4 separate regions of the Mus musculus genome follow, and all the other regions are linked to region 1. Evidence: chromatin contacts called from public Hi-C and promoter capture Hi-C data. All regions are on one chromosome and are shown on one strand. The core of a region is the stretch at or near the end of the contact, and the rest is flanking DNA. Distances in the headings are between cores, read along the strand shown.

Evidence for each region. Promoter capture Hi-C pulls out the DNA fragments that hold promoters and counts their contacts. A called contact is a pair of places that touch in the nucleus more often than the background predicts.
Region 2: a Hi-C map of cortical neurons shows a contact between it and region 1, with 2.8 times the contacts expected there. The contact joins the enhancer-like site here to the promoter of Kcng3 in region 1. A contact is called at or near these places in 10 of 39 promoter capture datasets (the 3T3-L1 cell line, the HPC-7 cell line, HPC-7-derived erythroid cells and 6 more), 1 of 484 Hi-C or Micro-C datasets (cortical neurons), 1 of 115 datasets of contacts at active chromatin or transcription factors (double positive thymocytes) and 1 of 9 other capture datasets (adipose tissue).
Region 3: a promoter capture Hi-C map of pre-B cells shows a contact between it and region 1, with 5 times the contacts expected there. The contact joins the enhancer-like site here to the promoter of Kcng3 in region 1. A contact is called at or near these places in 17 of 39 promoter capture datasets (the 3T3-L1 cell line, 3T3-L1-derived adipocytes, the C10 cell line and 10 more), 1 of 15 datasets of contacts at CTCF or cohesin (large pre-B cells), 10 of 484 Hi-C or Micro-C datasets (ECoMG myeloid progenitors, the HPC-7 cell line, brown adipocytes and 5 more), 6 of 115 datasets of contacts at active chromatin or transcription factors (embryonic forebrain, embryonic stem cells, forebrain and 2 more) and 1 of 9 other capture datasets (embryonic stem cells).
Region 4: a promoter capture Hi-C map of embryonic stem cells shows a contact between it and region 1. The contact joins the promoter of Zfp36l2 here to the promoter of Kcng3 in region 1. A contact is called at or near these places in 2 of 39 promoter capture datasets (the HPC-7 cell line, HPC-7-derived erythroid cells and embryonic stem cells), 2 of 484 Hi-C or Micro-C datasets (embryonic stem cells and palatal mesenchyme) and 2 of 115 datasets of contacts at active chromatin or transcription factors (embryonic forebrain and memory CD8 T cells).

What each region holds. Positions count from the first base shown.
Region 1 is chr17:83,629,384-83,633,761 of GRCm38.p6, reverse strand. It overlaps Kcng3 (potassium voltage-gated channel, subfamily G, member 3), which reads left to right and starts at 1,867. Exons shown (of 2, transcript NM_153512.1): 1 at 1,867-2,799. The coding sequence starts at 2,144.
Region 2 is chr17:84,417,496-84,421,873 of GRCm38.p6, reverse strand. All of the region lies in intron 21 of Thada (thyroid adenoma associated), which reads left to right. Among named protein-coding and RNA genes, the nearest start is that of Gm24722, 28 kb to the right of the region's middle. RefSeq lists an enhancer at 1-154. Within about 2 kb of position 1,768, at least 130 of the 459 cell types and tissues checked have an H3K27ac peak or open chromatin away from gene starts, as enhancers often do. A contact at or near this core is called in the HPC-7 cell line, cortical neurons, double positive thymocytes and 1 more, where this site is marked.
Region 3 is chr17:83,048,172-83,052,549 of GRCm38.p6, reverse strand. The region is part of intron 2 of Gm19689 (predicted gene, 19689); the gene reads left to right. Among named protein-coding and RNA genes, the nearest start is that of Gm19689, 28 kb to the left of the region's middle. Within about 2 kb of position 2,214, at least 15 of the 459 cell types and tissues checked have an H3K27ac peak or open chromatin away from gene starts, as enhancers often do.
Region 4 is chr17:84,186,168-84,190,545 of GRCm38.p6, reverse strand. It overlaps Zfp36l2 (zinc finger protein 36, C3H type-like 2), which reads left to right and starts at 2,599. Exons shown (of 2, transcript NM_001001806.2): 1 at 2,599-2,902; 2 at 3,390-4,378. The coding sequence starts at 2,852. Thada (thyroid adenoma associated) reads left to right here. Exons shown (of 38, transcript NM_183021.3): 38 at 1-490. It also overlaps a transcript of Gm36279 not described here.

The sequences.
Region 1 (4,378 bases), core at 618-3,117:
GCTGGTGAATTGGCTCTTGCTGGTGTGAAGCCAGGCTGGTAGCTGGTTCTCACCTGCTTTTATTTATTTATTTATTTATTTATTTATTTATTCCTCTGGTCACTGTGTCCTATCCATTACTAAGACCTGCTAGATACTGGGCTGGGTTTCTCATAACTGGCTTTCATTTTTACTGACACGAGGTTAGGGCTTCTATTCCTGGCTTGCTGAAAGAGCCTTTTCCTTAGAATAACCCACGGGGCAGAGCGTCTTCCTAAACTAAGGCTTTCATCTAGCCACTTCTGTTATTAAAGCTTCAGGGATCCCATTGCAGATAGCCCGGCATGGACACAGGTCTTAGAACTCCCGTTGTTCCAGCCAGACAAATGCATTAGCTTTCTTTACAGTCGCTAATCTTTCACATCTGGCATTTGCTCCCCCGGAGTCCCTGGCTCCTTCTGCCAGCACCTCCTTCCATTCCGTATTGAATTCACTTCCTTCAGGATGTTTTCCTTGCTTAGTAGCTACTTAGCAGATAAATAACTCTTGTTTTTGAGCTTTTAATCACATTAAGTGCTTAAAAAAAAATGATCCAAGTCTAGGGATAAACAGCTTATGGAGATTTTCATTCTCTAAGAACCACCCAGGGTGACTTTGTCAGAAAGAGAACTCAAATTTGCAGGCGGCTGTTTTCACTAACATCTATCCGAGAAGCAGAGCAAATGACTCCTTATGGTGACCTCTAGCGGGCACGGGGCAGTCCTACAAAATTAGGAAAGTGGAGGGGGAAAGCAAAACCCTTCCCCAGGTACTCCATGGTCACAGGAGCCCATCTCACCCCTCCACCCTCCCTATTCATTTTTATTTCCAGGGTTTGTTTTGCATCTAACGCCGTCTCCCTTATATATAACTCACCTGTTTCTTGCCTTTGACGGGCTGGGTTGCCGGTGTCGGATGTGTAAACTGCTGTTTAAAATAATGCCTGCCAAGTCGAACCCCACTCCACCAAGCCTTAACCCTGCCTCTGCATTTGAAGGCCGGTGCCGCAGTCGCACGGGGGTGCTACGGGGAGGGAAGGAGTGGACATCGAGATAGCATGAAAAGGAGAATGCAAGATCGAGGCAATAAGACATTCTGGTCTTGCCAGTGAAAGAAAATTCTCTCCAGACTGCTACCCGACTCCACCGGAGGCATCGTGAGAGCGGTGTAGGCGCCTTCTTAGGACCCCAAGGCTGGGAAAGATGGGGGACTAGGGCGAGTCCGTTGGCCCATGGCATCCCTCAGGGAGCAGGGGGTGGGGAGAGCTTGGTGCGCGGCCGCCTTCGGAGCGCACGGCACGTGGGGTGCCCCACGCGCGGAGAGGAAGCGCAAAGTCTGCAGGCAAAGCCGCGACTGGGTTGCCTGCTTTGAGAAATCCTTTGGGGCGGCCTTAGAAGCCGACCAGGGTTTCCAACAGTCTCTGGCAAAGGCTCATCCAGACGCCGTCTGCTCCCTACTTCAAACCTCGCACCTTGGTCCTCACCTCAGCACCCCTCCTTCCCTCCTGTCTCCTCCCTTCGGGGGACTCTTTAAAGGAGCCTGGGGGAGGTGTGTCCATCATCCGGATGGCCCCGGGGCTCCCCGCAGCTCGCATCACGCCCTGCGCACCCCTCCCGGCCACTGCGGGCGGGGGCGCACGGCGTCACGAGGCGGGGAGCCCGAGGTCCGGGGCGGGGCGCCGGGGAATCCCAGCCGGAGCGAGCCGGGAGGTGCGGGCGCGGGCGGGCAAGGAGGTGCGCGCGGAGGGAGCGGAGCGCGCGGAGCCGGCGGGCGAGGAGGAGGACGGCGAGGGAGGCCCCGCCCCCGCCTCCCGGAGCCCGCTCCTCGCCGCCGGAGCCGGCTCACTTTGCCTTTCGCCTCTGGACGGCGGCGGGGCTGCGTGCGCCGGGGACCGGGCAGACCTGCCCACGGTGCCTCGGCTAACGTTCGCCCTCTGGGAGACCGGCGCCACCTGGAGCTGCGGCCAGCCACCCGGATTCGGGAGGGCGAACCCGGGAGCGAGGGGCGGCGGCACTGACACCGCGGGGGACGCGGGCGGTGCGGGGCGCGAGCCCCGGGGGAGCTCGGGCCCCGACGGCGCGGCCTCCCCGTGCGCGCGGCGGGCAGGCCCCCGGGGCGGCCAGCCATGACCTTCGGGCGCGGCGGGGCGGCCTCGGTGGTGCTGAACGTGGGCGGCGCCCGGTACTCGCTGTCCCGGGAGCTGCTCAAGGACTTCCCGCTGCGCCGCGTGAGCCGGCTGCACGGCTGCCGCTCGGAGCGCGACGTGCTCGAAGTGTGCGACGACTACGACCGGGAGCGCAACGAGTACTTCTTCGACCGACACTCGGAGGCCTTCGGCTTCATCCTGCTGTACGTGCGCGGCCACGGGAAGCTGCGCTTCGCGCCGCGGATGTGCGAGCTCTCCTTCTACAACGAGATGATCTACTGGGGCCTGGAGGGTGCGCACCTGGAGTACTGCTGCCAGCGCCGCCTAGACGACCGCATGTCCGACACCCACACCTTTCACGCGGCAGACGAGCTGGGCCGCGAGCAGCCTCGTCCCGCCGGACCCGAGGCGGCCCCCTCCCGGCGCTGGCTGGAGCGCATGCGGCGGACCTTCGAGGAGCCCACGTCGTCGCTGGCCGCGCAGATCCTGGCCAGCGTGTCCGTGGTGTTCGTGATCGTGTCCATGGTGGTGCTGTGCGCCAGCACGCTGCCCGACTGGCGTGCGGCGGTTGCTGACAACCGCAGTCTGGATGACCGGAGCAGGTACTCCGCCAGCCCTGGGAGGGAACCCTCCGGGTAGGACGCACTGCTTTTTTTGCCCGTCCAGTCCGTCCAGTCCCGTCTATCCGTGCCGTCCGTCCGTCCGGTCTCCGTCCTGTCTGCCTGGCAGCTCAGCTAGGCTTTTTTCCTGCCCCAGGAGGTCCCTGGCGCTCCAGCCGAGGGGTGTGAGGAATCTATGGGTCCCCAACCCCGCCCCCTTTTCACAGGCGCAGCCTGTGGTTGTGCTTGGGTCTCACCTTTTAGAGTAAAACCTCCAGGCTTTGTGTTTTAGTTCTGACCAAATAGCAACCTGCTAATTAGATTTTCCAAACTTTTATTGCTAACACGCAATAATTTGCACGATGATTCAGTTTGAGCTAAGAGCTCTTTGAAATATGTGCCAGTACTGGTGGTGTTTGAAAAGATGAAGTCTCATTTCGGTGAAATGTGGTCTGCTTCAGTGCCCACACATTCTGCACACCCTGCTCCCGGCGTAATGTGTGCTGGGATGGAATCCGTATTATAAAGGAGGCTAATTTAGTGATAGACTCTGAATAATGGGTGCCTGTGCCCTTTTTCCTCTCTCCTTTCCGAGCAAGTGTGGACCTAGCAAATTCCTCTCCTCTGTGTGGCATTAAGGATTTGGAGTTTCATTCAGAGGGTCTTCAGTGTGGAGAAGAAAACAAAAACAGCTATTACCTTGGGAGAGAAGAAAAAGCGAAACTTCCCCAAACCCAGAAACAGGATTCGGTCATTGAAGTGTCTTCCCGCCTCCCCCCACTTTACTAGGATGAAAAGAAAACACTTTAATCTTTCCTGAGCTCATGCTTATCTCTTAATGGTGATAGCACTCTCCTGTTTTTAGAACAAGTGAGTTTATTTTGCATATTTGGTGGGAGGAATAAGCAGACTAAAGTTGGACTTTCCGAGCAGACAGCCATTTTGGGCATAAAACCCAAACTGTATATTCTCTTTCACCCTTTGTTTGATAACTCTTCTAGGAGCCTTCACCCATTCATTTTCTGCCCTAATTTTTTTCCCCCTTCACTTTCAAGTCAAGACCGTGTCCTGTAATCCTTTCCCGATGGGCCTGTGTGTGCTAGGGACTGTGGTAAGTGCAGACCCAGCAGCAGTGCATCCCTTCCTCTCTGTATGAATCCTAACAGTAACTACCGTGGACTGGAAGCACAGAGCCCATTGCCAGCATCCCATCTTGGCATGAAATCCAAGACCTGTGCTTTGAAAAGAAGAAACTTAGGAACGTCCTGTTTTGTGTGTTGGGTCGGGTCTCCACTTCACAGAGAGGGATCGATTCCTTGGTACTTCCTTGATACGATGAATTAACTTTCCTTTATAAATAAAGTGGCCTTGATAATATTTTTTTTTTGAAAGCATCATAGAAAAATGAGCCTCGAGTGACCGGCTTTGAAAGGACTCGTCAGTAACTGTAGACTTTGAAGGTTAGTGATGGACGGAGCTCATTAGCCAAGGCTACAGCAGCCCTGACTGATAGGTTTAGACTGTGAGGGAGTTGATTAAGGGGAGCCAAGAGAGTGACAGCCTTTCTGAAGGAGGGAGGGGGATTGGGGAGAAAGAGGGTTAGAGTAGAGCATTA
Region 2 (4,378 bases), core at 519-3,018, 790 kb before region 1:
CCTTGACTCCCTCCCCACCACACCCAAAGTTTATATATTATAATGAAATTATGTGGAACAGCTATGTTAAAATTGAGAACTAATATAAAGAAAAAAATTTAGAAGAAACTAAAAATAGCAACTACACAAACTTAGAATCTGAAGAATTCTCCCGTGACTGCGCGTCAGTGAAGAGACTCCTGCCCACTAAGAGAAGCACCACTGTCGGACGAGCTGCCTGGTCTTCCACATGTGACGGGCTTTTACATGATAGCCTCATAGGAAGCGGAGAGAAGACATCACAGGCTTGGGGAAGGGTGGGGTGTAAGTAATTGCTGCGTGCTGACTCAAACTGGTCTCTGTGAAAACCTTTATTCTCAGTTTTGTTGGCTTTTAAACCACTGTCTTAGCTTAGGAACATTTAATCCATGAAATGCTGCCATCCAGAAAGTAATGCCATTTACATTACTATAGGATTTCTGTTTTTCTGAACATAAAATTGCTTCTTTAAAAAATGTTTTTTTTATTTAAATATTTCAGATTTGATTATTTTCTGGGTGTTTGCTTGCATAGAACTATGCATCAGAAGTGTGCGCTGTGTCTGTGGAGGCCAGAAGAGGGCACCAAATCCCCTGGAACTGGAATTCCAGATGGTTGGGAGCCACCATGTAGATCCTGGGGACTGACCCCTGGGTCCTCTTACCAGAGCAGCAAGTGCTCTTGACAGCTCGTCTAGCTCTTCGTCATATTGACTTTTGAGACACTGCCTTGTTATTGAGCCCAGGCTGGCCTTCCAAGTACTCGAACCACAGCAGGTTCTAAATTCTGCTTTTATAAATAAAAAGTGATTGCATATATTTAATACTTTCAAGAATTAGTTTGTATCAGGGTGACTGGCTGTACCTAAGGTAAATCTGCACATTCTTGGTGCCAAGAACATAGTCACTTAGCAAAGCTACCTTTGCTGTACATGCTGACAAAACCCACCAACCTGAGAGGTCACCACTTAGATAGGTGAGTGTGAACCTAGCCGACTTCTCTCTGTAAAGCTAAAACAGCAGCAGTCAGCCTGAGTCTCCTTCTCACCTCCCTCTTACGTTCTGGGGGTCCTGCTTTTGTTCTCAGATCACCCTGCTTTCTGACCTTGGTTAAGGCTGACTACTCAAGGAGCGCACACAGGAGGATGATTATAACCACGGCTGACAGGAGGCAGGAGGACAAGTTGGGGACTTTGTTGCTATATGGAGAGGAGAGCTGGTGCTTATTTTCAATTCTGAGTTTTTAATGCTTGGTTCATTGAAGGCGCTTTGCTGTGATACTCCCCAGCTCCCTTCAGTATGAGGAAATGGATTCATTACCTGGGCTGACAAAGATCCCAAAGCTAATTTCTGCCTCTGTCCTTCCCCTCATGGGTTCGCGTGGCACAGTGCTCCCTTTGTTCTGAGTGACTCACTTAGGTTTTCTTTAAGGTGATTTCCCCTTCCCCTTCCCCACACCAGCTCTCTCAAGGCATGAAAGATAACTTTCTACTGGAGTTTTGACTACCTGATCCTTCCTATAGAGCATTTCTTGTGAGGCAGTGTGCTCTCCCAGCTTCTTCAAGAGGAAATTGTTCCCCTGGTGGCAGGTCTGACTGTCCTGCTCTGTAATCACACAATGAAAGGTTCTTTTATAGTGTCCTGCGCTGGTGGCAGAGATAAAGCTGCTTTGAGGGCTGTAAGCTGAGACCCTTCAAGAGTGAGCAGTGCACACAAGCTTATCTCAGTGTTTCCTGACTCACTGGTGTGTGTCTAGGTTTCGAGCTTGCTGCTCTGCTGACAGACCTGCTGGATATTTTGTTGGCCCTCTTTCCAGTGTGATGCTGATACTGATCTTTAAATGCCTACTGAGGTTTTAAAATAACTTCTGTGTTGAATATCAATTTCTCTGTAGATTCCACCTAGTGTTTCTAAAAACAGGCTTTTGGGTACGTTTTCTTCACACTTGCTTGCGTCACACTCTGTAGTAGTTGTTCCCACAGAAACCCTGTGAGGAAGTATTGCCAGCTGGTAGAACCTTCTGCTTCAGATTCTGGTGATGCGTGGGTGATCGGGGTCCTTGATTGGCTGGGTGCATTTCCTCTGTTGTGTCATTATTTAATTTTTTTGTGATTGATTACAAACGGAATTCACTCATTAGTATTCATAAGTCACAAAGGAATTGCCTGTTTTATTTTGTTTATATTAGATTTTAGAAATTATGAGTATATTGAGCTCTGATGAGTAGAAGTGTTAACTTTTAAACTTCAGGAGAGACCACATCATTTAGTCGCCTGTTTACTGACTGTTTTACTGCATGGGTGTTGTGGGAACACAGAGAAGACTCAGATGTGGTTTTCTGATCACCCAGAGCTGAGTTATGCAGCGAAGCAGTGCCTCACTTGGAGAACCCAGGCCTGAAGGGTAACAGTCAGACGGTCTGTGCTGAGCATTTGCTAGAACAAGGAAAATAGACCTTCTGGTAAGACGGTGTCTGCACACCAGAAAGCCTTTATAATGATATAGAGGAACAAAGCTTAGATTTTGAAGAAATTCTCATTGTTAGTAAGAAATGATTATAATGGAGCAGGATTGCTTTTAAACATAGTCATTTTATTAGGCTTTAAGTCCTGTGGAGCGTCTCATGTAAACAAAATGGAATTAGAGTCTTCCAGCTGGAGACAGTCCCAACATTATAAGAAATGGTTCTGTTTTAAACTCGGAATTTAAATTAAGGCTTACTATTTTATAGTATACTGTCAAACCAAAATTAGACATTTATAGACTGCTAGTTTATCTGATGGTAAGCTATAGATGCCTGGAGACATAGCAAGTAGCTGTTCTCCCCTGTGGACTTGTGACCTGTAAATCTGTAAAACATTGCTAATTTGCTTTAGGGTTTTATAAAAAGTCAGAAGTAGAATATGTTAAATTTAAAGGGCAGTGTCATGTTTAATTTTAAGATTAGAAATCAGTATCTTCTTTTTATTTCACTTTAGCTTTGGTTTCCTTCAGGGTCCCTGAGAGCTGTGTATGCTGGCTTGTGCCTGTAATCCTAGTACTTGGAGGCTGAGGCAGGAGGATCATCAGAGAGTCAAGGCCAGCTTCAGCTATGTAGTGAGTTTCAAGCCAGCCTGAACTGTAAATGAGACCCTGGCTCAATTAAATATAATAATAAAATATCCGGGGAGAATTTTTGTTTTTTTCCTCGAGATAGGGTTTCTCTGTATAGCCCTATCTGTCCTGAAACTCACTTTGTAGACCAGGCTGGGCCTGAACTCAGAAATCCACCTGCCTCTGCCTCCCAAGTGCTGGGATTAAAGGTGTGTGCCACCACCACCCGGGGAGAATTTATTTTTTATGTTAAAGTTTGTTTGTTTGTTTGTTTTTTTAAAAAAACTGGAAAATAACACTTTTTGACCCTTAGAAACTCAGTTTCTAATGAAATGCTTATATTTTCAGATGACCTTTTCATTTTAAAAACGAAATTGAGAAGTTTTGGGTTCAGTGCTTTCTGCCAGGGTTAATCCCTGGGACCCATGTAGTGGAAGGAGAGAGTGGACTCCCACAGTCTGTCCTCTGACCTCCATTGGCACCCCATACACATACATATACACCAATGAATACATTTGGTTTCTGACCATTTCTTACCACTGTTACCTGCTTTCTGATGCTATGTGTCACCTTGTTCTGGTTATCTACTGAGAGGGTGTCAGCAGGTGCTTGTGTTTTGCTAGGGTTGTGGTCTGCTGGAGAAGACCACCCACCAGGCAAACGTGGGACTGCTTTAGTTGTATGATGTGCTGTTTATTTATGCCATTTGAAGGGAGTTAGCATAAAGAAGCAGTGGGAAAGCGATGTCTGCTGAAGGAGAAGATAGTGGGCTTCTGCAGGCCCTCACGGAAACCCTCTGTGAACAGCGTTCGTTTTTATTAAAGTATGCCACAATATCAGTACTCCATTTTAGGGAAAAGGCTATTTTTTTTGTCCTTATTTTCTCTGCTCTGAAATGCCTTCATAATAACCTATTATTTTTGTAATGATAGAAATACTTGACAAAAAAAAGCTTAAGCTGAAGGACATAGCATATTATTCTGAAATAGTTTTTAAAAATTCATCAAGTACTGCTTTGTTGGTCTCTGATTCTGTGTGTATCACTCTTTATAGCAGATACACACTGAGTACACTCTTCATAACAGATACCCTCTCTTTAGAACAGACAGCTCATATTGAACTAAATTAGTTATAGATAATTGGTCTGTTCTGAACTTGGTATTTAACTCATTTAAACTCAATCACCGATGAGGCAAGTGCCCTTAGCATCTAGAGGAAGAAAATGAGACTGCTCATTCTGGTGTGTCTTGATGTATGTAGAACACTAA
Region 3 (4,378 bases), core at 965-3,464, 580 kb after region 1:
GCCAGTACAAAGGGGAGACTGTGTTTAGTATGTCGAACCTTGTGACTGGCCTCATCCCCCAACCAGCATGAATCTTCCTTTCTCCATCACCTCCTGCCTTCTCTGGTCTACCTGGTTCCTGATCAAGTCCAGGAGTTCTTATCTGCCCTGCGTCCTTCCCTCATCTGTCACTCTGACACTTTGAAAGGTCTTCCATGTCTTCGAAGGTCAGACATGCTTTATCTCACTTTGTTGTTGTTGTTGTTGTTGTTGTTGTTTAAAACTTGGAGACAGTTTCTCTTTTTGCTAGGTCAAGCTTTTCCAGTCCCATGGCCAGGCTGCCATAGTATATACACAGGCCAGCAAGGCTCAGTTTTTCCTGGGACAGACCTGGAGACCTTTGGCCTAAGTCTCCTCAGATTCCCATTAAAGCAACGAGAGGTTACTCTGATTCTCAACTGAGAATGGAAAGGAATAAGGCCATTGAAGGAAGCAGATTCCTCATGAGCCATTCACCATAGACTTCCATCCTAGCATTGGGCTATGATCAGGTGGGGGGCTGGGCTGTCCAGAGCTAAAGTGCATCTTGTTTCAGTCCTGCTACTGAAGAATTGAGAGCATCAGCAAACTTCACCTGACGTGAGTATGATCTCTGGAGCTGACTCCAAAGGCCGCCTGCCCACCAACTTCTTCAGGAAGCAAGGAATGTAGACCTCCCTGTCTGCCATTTCACCACACCAGAGACCACATTTGCCGTGGCAAGCTCATCTCAAAGGCCAAAGATGTCAACAAGGGTGGGGCTGAGGCCTGGGGATAGACATGGGCAGAGACGACTCAGTCAAGAGCCCCAGGGGTGCTCTGTGCTCTTCTCCCTGTAGCTGTGGGGACAGGCAGAAGGGAGGTCTGGCTTGCACACTTTAGGATTCTGCAGCCTGCAGCTCAGGGATGACACCCACCAGCATAAGGTGCTCAAGGAGACAGGCACATGGACCTGCTTGCCATGCTGGAGCTCCGATGACCTCTCCTCGAAATACATGGAGCTGCCACGGAGACAATTTGTTCTCAGTGTGAGTTATCAGATGGAATGATGGAGCCAAGAAAGAGGCCGTGCAGGTCTGGGCTACTGAGATCTGGACATTCCTCATTTTACTGCATAGCCAGTGTCCCTAGCTCTGGCTGTCCCCTGTTCTTGGCAGTGACCAGTTGGAGAGGGATTAGATGGCTCGGGCTGCATTTACCTTGGTGTGCTGCTGCCTCTCTTGACGGTGTTGCTAGTCACCTTCTTCCTCTTCCTCTTCTTCCTCTTGCTCCTGATCTTCTTCTGCTCCTTCCTACCATGAGCACTGGGCGGGGGTGGGCAGGGGTGGGTGGTGGTGGTGGTGGGGTGGGTGGTGGTGGTGGGAAGCACAGGCATCCTTGAATCTGCAAAGAGGCGTGTCCATCTCCATGCTCCATTCTGCTGGAAAACCCAGAACAATTCCTATTATTTTCGGTTCCCAGACCTTGAATGTGTCAGGCTTCAGGTTCACTTCCTACGTCTCTCTCCGGCGCCCGGATCTGCAAGTAATTTAACCTTGTTTTTATAGAGCGCAAAGACGTTCCGCTTGTTTACACTGGAGACAAATTTTCCTCAATTGACGCAATCCTATTGATGAAATAATGACTTTCTTCCTCATTTAAAGGTAATTTTGGCTGGTGTCATGACTTGCAGGAGAAAGTGAAAGGCCCCTGTGTCCTGCTGAGTGAAGGGCAGGCTCCCAGGGCTCCAGGCTGAGGCTTTCTCTCACCTGTTCTGAAGCATCTCAGGCGGTCCAGGGAGGCTGGTGCCCAGACCAGAGGAGTTGGCTAAACAGCCAGTCCTTGATTAGGGAAATCAGAAAGCAACCTTGACTGGGTAATGAATGCCAAGGTTGGGCAGGATAGATGTACTTTGTATCAACAATGCCTTGATTAATTTCCAGATTCTTAGCATCTAATCAGCTAGGGCCTTCACTTCCACTGTGGGTGTTTTTTTTTTTTTTTTTTTTTTAAGGTCACATCACATGACAGCCAGGACATGCTATTTTGGTCAAGGATTTAAAATCAAAGAGATGGAGCAGAGTGTCAGGGCGAATGACGGGGAGCTGTGCACAGAGAAGGGGCACACGGATGGGGCCGGGGAGATCTTGGCTTCCTCTGGGCCTAGGTACTCAGGAGAGAGCAGGGAGAGCCAGGTCCAGTGACTTCTGAGACCTTCTCCCTTCGGTTCTGTGACGCAAGGAAACCAAGAGGCCTCTGTTCATTCTCGCTTCCGTTCCGGGTCCTTGGGCTGTGTATTTTGATAAAGATAAGAGCAGAGGACATACGGGGGGATGGCCCTCTTCCATTACTTTCCAGTGAGGCTGGGACAATGCATTCTGTGTTAGTAGTGCTGTTTGAGAACTAGATATCCTCATATGTTCTAGGGCTCTTGGGGGTTGGAATGTATATTATGCAATAACTTTTAAAATACTTTAGTAGAAGCTTGGGTTGTAGCTCAGGGCTAGGAGGCTCGTTTCGCATGGGTAAGGTCTATCTAGGTTCGATCTACATCACTACAAAAACATTTTAAGAAAAAAAATAATAACTTGTAAACACTTGGGGATGTATTTCTAAAAGCAAACCAAGAGTATCATAGGTACTGTGGCCTCACAGTACCTAAGTGCTGGTGGCTGGAGTGTTTTAGGTTGTTTAGGCTGTTGCAGACACTAGCAAGGCATTCCATGGTTTTCTCTTCGCCAGAAGTTAGCAGGCATTTTTGTGAAGAAGCTAGAGAGTAAATATTTCAGCCTCTTCGGACTAGAAGGCTGTAAGCACCAGGATACAGCCTGTTAGAGGCAACATGTAAATGCGTGTGGCTGCTTTCTGATAAACTTTATCTGTGGGCATTGGAATTTCATATTCTGCTTATGGGTCACAAGGTGTTCTTCTCTTGATCTTGTTGGTCACTTATATTGTAAAATTATATTTTTTCTCCTCATAAGTGATGAGCTAGATTTGGCCAGTTGATAGGAGATCTGTTCTTTAGGATAGTCCTTTAAGGAGGGACCATTAATGGACAATGCAAATCAAGGCTTACTTAAAGTAGAATAAGAGCTAGAATATTACCTGTTTTTTTGGATAAAAGGTCTCTTGCATCCCAGGCTGGCTTCAGACTCAATGTGCATCATCATGCACAGTATGCTGGGGTATCAAGGCCAAAGCTTCGTGCATGCTAGGCAAACAGCTTACCAACTGGGCTACATTGTTAGCCTAAGCAGCTAATCTTGTCTACTCGCTTGAACTTTTCAGAGACGTCAAATGAGACTGGTAGACTTGGAGACTTGGTTCCTTATTTTTAATGGCCATAAAAAAGAGGTGCTTCCTAGAGATTCAGATTCAAAACATCCCAGCAAGATGGGTCCCTGACCATGCTAGGAGATCTCAGGCTGGCTTAGGAGTTGTACAGGACAATGGCTTTAAAGGGCATTGGCTGGGAGGAAATATGAGAAACGTGTTCTGTGAGTGTTGAGTTGCAATGAGGCTAAGATCCCCCCTTGTTTGTTGGGAGCAGGGGGACGTCAGGTTGGCACCTCCGTAGGTTGGAGTCCAGGCTGAAGGAGGATAAGGAAGCCAGCCATGACTCTACTCTCCTCCCAGTCTGTGGTTGGAGTTGATACATTCTGGAAAGTTCTCTACTGCTTCCCCTAACTCTTTCTTAGTGTTTCTGAGATGAGAAGGTTTTATGTCCAGAGCCAAACTGTCTCATTCCAGGGTTGGTCGCAGGCCTCTGGCCAGGCTGAGGTGAGACTCTAGACAGGGCCCTGTGAGACAGGGCTCCAGGGAGTCCAGTTGACTGTTCAGGAGAGTTAGTGGATCCTGGTGCTGAGGACCACAGAGGACCGAGGGAGGGAGGTAGAGAGGCACGATAGCCTCTTCACTAATGTAGTTAGCGTTTGACAGGCAGCTAATGTATGTGGGCTTCAAATCGAGGAGCACCCCATGAGGCACTGGGCTTCTGTTAGGTGGCTAATGAAGCTGAGGCTCACCGGGGGAGCAGCCAGAGTGTGGCAGTGCCAGTCCAGTCCTCCCCGCCCCCGCTCTCTGCCTTCCATAGCATCCGACCTCCGAATGGGGCTGGGCAGAGGACACGTCACAGTGCTTGCCTGAACCCTTGGTGCTGGGTGACTTTGGGTAAGCTGCCTGACCTCTCTGAGTTTGTGTTTCTTCTCTTATATCAGGATTGGCTTACACAGTTGCCATGACCAGAAAAGGAGTGTCACATGAAGGTGTCTAAAACTTGCCAGGTACAAGTTTTCTGTACAGATGCGTTCTGCTATCTCTTTCAAAGTGACTTGGTTTTGTGGAACTGACTGGCTAATCAGTCTTCAGTCTGGATTCT
Region 4 (4,378 bases), core at 1,350-3,849, 560 kb before region 1:
AACACGGCTGTGCTGGAGTAGAGACCTGTACGCAGGGAGAGGGAAGTCAGGAGCTGTGTCCTTCCTGGCCATGAAGAGGAACAGAAATCCCCTGGGTGGTCTTAGAAACACTCAGCACCCTGGGGTCTGTGTGGCCCTGTAGTAATTACCTAGTTAGGCAGTGCAACCCACTGCTGATGAAAAATTGAAAACCTAACATTGTTTAGTTTGTTTTGGGCTTTGCTTTTAGTTTTCTGAGTCAGGCTTGCTATTTACACTAGGCTGGCCTCAAACTTGTGTTAATCCTCCTGCCTTTGCCTCCTGAGTGCCAGGATTCCAGGCATACACCACTATACCCAGCATTACACTACTTTAAGATCTAGTTGGTGAGAGGGGCTGGTGGTGACAACCTTGGGAGATTAATTCTGAACAGGACCCAACCTTCCCTCTCCCCTTCCATCTAAAATGAAATAAAAGCAGTTACATGACAATAAAACCATCTCACATTGGCAGGCATGCTGTCCCAAAGCATGTTTCAGAGCAGGCTTATGTTATCTCCAAGTCCATCCTACCAAGTCTGCCATTAGCTGGGACTTACCCCAGACTTGGATCTTGGCTGGCTGTGGCCAATCTGGGAGGACAGGAGGGATGGATGGCTCCACAGGTGGGCTTGTATCTGCAATCCTGCTAGCAGTAGCTAGGGGAACGACTGCTGCATGCTTTCCTGAGAGAAACCAGGAAAACCTTAGTCACAGCCTCATGCTTACATTTGGGGTCCTTTCAGCCACAGAACCCAGCAGTAATAGGGGCAAGAGCAACGTGGGTGGGAAGAGTGAAGCAGCCATCTTCCCTAAGTCACTACACTTGAGGGTCCTAAGATCTGGGTGGCCCCTTGCTCAGACCACAGCCAAAAGCCAGTTTGCTTTAATATATAAGATGGTGAGGGCTTTGTTCCTTTATAGGGGTATGGTCTCACTCTCACACTAAGCTGTGCAAGGCTAGCCTAAAACTCACCACAGTTTGTGATTAGTGCTAGGACTATAGGCATGAACCACCGTACCCAACCCACTCAGCACTACGTCCAAGACACTACAGTCTTCTGGCAGCCATTGGCTCTACCTACAGGGGCAGCATGCACTGCAGTGTGGCCAAATGCACCTGGACTCAGGAGCCTTTGAGTGACAGATCTACCTCCTTAGCTTCAAGGTTAACTGATACAGCCCAAGTGCACACTGGACTGGGTCAACCAGACAGGAAGAGCAACATGGGAAGGATGTAGTTGGTCAAGCAGCCTTCTCTGGCAACTACTGGGCCTTCCACCCAGGGCAACCCGGACTGCCAGCTGGGTGAATTCATGGGCCCAACTCCAGCTTTTGGCAGCCAGTATGAAGTGTAGGGATAAAGGGTTCTGGACCTGACCAGATGGGCCTCACGGGGTGGGGGTGGGGGTCGCTAGGTGTGTGGAGGTGTGTGTGTGTGAGACCCCTCTCAAAAAGAGCCAGGGGCCTTCTGGGACTGCTTTTTCCATGGAAAGCTGGTAGGAGTTGCACTAAAGGCAACCGAATGAGGACCTCTTTCCCCCAACCTGGGTGGTGGTTCAGCAATCACCGCCTCGCCTCCGGCAGCTCACACAAAGCTTAGATTCAATGCCGCGCCTCCCACAGCAGAAGGAGGAAGGTTGCAGGATTCGACAGGCCAAGGCTGTACAGGCGGGAAGCCTTGGCTAGGAGCTGCACCCACATCCCCGAGAGGAGGCCAGGCCAACCAGCAGGCACAAAGGTGAAGGAAGTGACTTCCTCTATGTCCACACTGCTCCTCCGACTTCCCTCTAGTCCCCTGGAATAGGCTTTCCCGCCCCGGACACCCCGCGCCACTCGGCGCCTTTGGCCCAGGCTCAAGGTCTTGTGATGTGATTAGCAAAGCCAGCGCCTTGTCCTCAGACACTCGGCTCTGCCCCACAGGCCGCAGCGCTCAAGTCCTGTTTACTGAGCCTGGGCGGGGAGAGGGGCGGAGAAACGCGCCAATGCTCCTCCAGGCTGGCCGCTCCCGCCCCCACCCCTACTGCGTCTCCACGTGCAGCCGGGCCGGAGCTGCCACCTACGGGACAGGCCGCGACCCCCGTTCCTAGTCCCAAGCAACTTGGCCAAGCGCACCATTGCTGTTTTGCTGTTCCCGCGCGCGGAGCAAAAACTAGGATGGGAGATAAAAGCTGCGCCAGTCGGCCCAGCCGGATCGGGCGAGGAAAGGCACGTCCCGGGTAGCCCCGTCCTGGGCAGATAGAACGTGTACGTGCTTTCCAACGTTATACTCGTAGAGGCGGAGGAGAGCGAGGTATTCCCGCCGCCGCCACCCAGCAGGACCCAAGGGGGCCGCACGCCCCACGCCGCTCGGGACGCCCAGGCTGCCCGCCCCTCCCCTCCCCTCTCCTCCCCTCCCCCGAAGGGGAAAAATTGGCGGCGACCAATGAGAAGCCGAGAAGGAGCCTGACGTCCGCGGGCTGGCGGGCGGCGTTGCCTGGAGACCCCGGCCGGTCAGCGTTCAGTCCCCTCCCCCGGTGCGCTTTGCCCCGCCGCCGCGCCGCTCCGGGGCTGTATAAAGGGCGCACGCTCTCAGGTCTCCGAGTTCCACCAGTCCGCGAGCTGCCGACGGCTCGGGCGGGGGGCGGGCCGGGGCGCCGAGCTGCGCTCTCGCTTCTCCTCTGCCCCCCACTCCGCGCCACGGCCTCCCGCCGCCGCTTCCTCGGCCGCACAAGCACAACTTTCCGTCCCTCCTTGGCCCTCGCCCGTTATTCATCTTGGTTCGAGTCTCGCCGTACCGAGGGCACCTCCCAACCTCCACGCTTGCAATTTCGACCATTACAGGACCCAGAAAAATGTCGACCACACTTCTGTCACCCTTCTACGATATCGACTTCTTGTGCAAGGTAAGCAGGCAGCCGGAAAGGATGGCGGACGGCCTGGAACCCTTTGGAGTTCCGAGACTTGCCGCCGGGCCGGGCCGAGGCGGGAGGGACCCTTCCAAGTTGACTTTGCGGGTGGAGGGAAGTCCTGGAGTTAGCAGGACTGTGTGCTTGCGACTGTGGGCGTGGAGAGAGCGAGTAGCGGCTGGAGCAGCCGTGCTCCTCCCGAACCGACCGCGGCCACGCTGCCGGGACTTCCCGGACAGCGTTTGCGCCGCCCACCCCGTGGCCACGGGCCCAGGATCACATGGCTAGACCCGGAGCGGCCGGGGTGGGCGTCCTCCACTCTCTCCGGCCTGCGTTTTGCGAGTGTAGCGGTGGAGGCTGAATCGGATCCCACCAGAAACCCCAACAAGTGGGCAGTTGGGACTAGGGCGTTCACTCTGCAGTTAGCCCCGACTCTCTTCCCCATCCGATTTTCATCCCGCTCCCGCTCCCCTCCCTTTGGCAGACGGAGAAATCCCTGGCAAACCTCAATCTGAACAACATGCTGGACAAGAAGGCGGTAGGGACGCCCGTGGCTGCTGCCCCCAGCTCGAGCTTCACTCCGGGCTTCCTGCGACGCCACTCCGCCAGCAACCTCCACGCGCTTGCCCACCCTGTGCCCAGTCCGGGCAGCTGCTCGCCGAAGTTCCCGGGCGCCCCTAACGGCGGCGGCAGCAGCTGTGGCCCCGCAGGCGGAGGCGGTCTGGCCTCCTACGGCCAGCTCAAGGAGCCTTCGGGGGGCAGCGGCACGGCGCTGGTCACCAAGGAGAGCAAATTTCGGGACCGCTCGTTCAGCGAGAACGGGGAGCGCAGCCAGCACCTCCTGCACCTGCAGCAGCAGCAGAAGGGGGGCAGCGGCTCCCAGATCAACTCCACGCGCTACAAGACGGAGCTGTGCCGGCCCTTCGAGGAGAGCGGCACGTGCAAGTACGGCGAGAAGTGCCAGTTCGCGCACGGCTTCCACGAGCTGCGCAGCCTCACCCGGCACCCCAAGTACAAGACAGAGCTGTGCCGCACCTTCCACACCATCGGCTTCTGCCCCTACGGCCCGCGCTGCCACTTCATCCACAACGCGGACGAGCGGCGGCCCGCGCCGTCGGGGGGCGGCGGCGCCTCCGGGGACCTGCGAGCGTTTGGCGCACGCGACGCGCTACACCTAGGCTTCGCCCGCGAGCCGCGGCCCAAGCTGCATCACAGCCTCAGTTTCTCCGGCTTCCCGTCGGGCCACCACCAGCCGCCGGGGGGCCTGGAGTCGCCGCTGCTGCTCGACAGCCCCACATCGCGCACGCCGCCGCCGCCCTCCTCCTCGGCCTCGTCCTGTTCCTCCTCGGCTTCTTCCTGCTCTTCCGCCTCGGCGGCCTCCACGCCCTCGGGCGCCCCGACGTGCTGCGCCACGGCGGCGGCGGCCGCGCTGCTCTACGGCCCCGGGGGCGCGGAGGACCTGCTGAGCCCCGG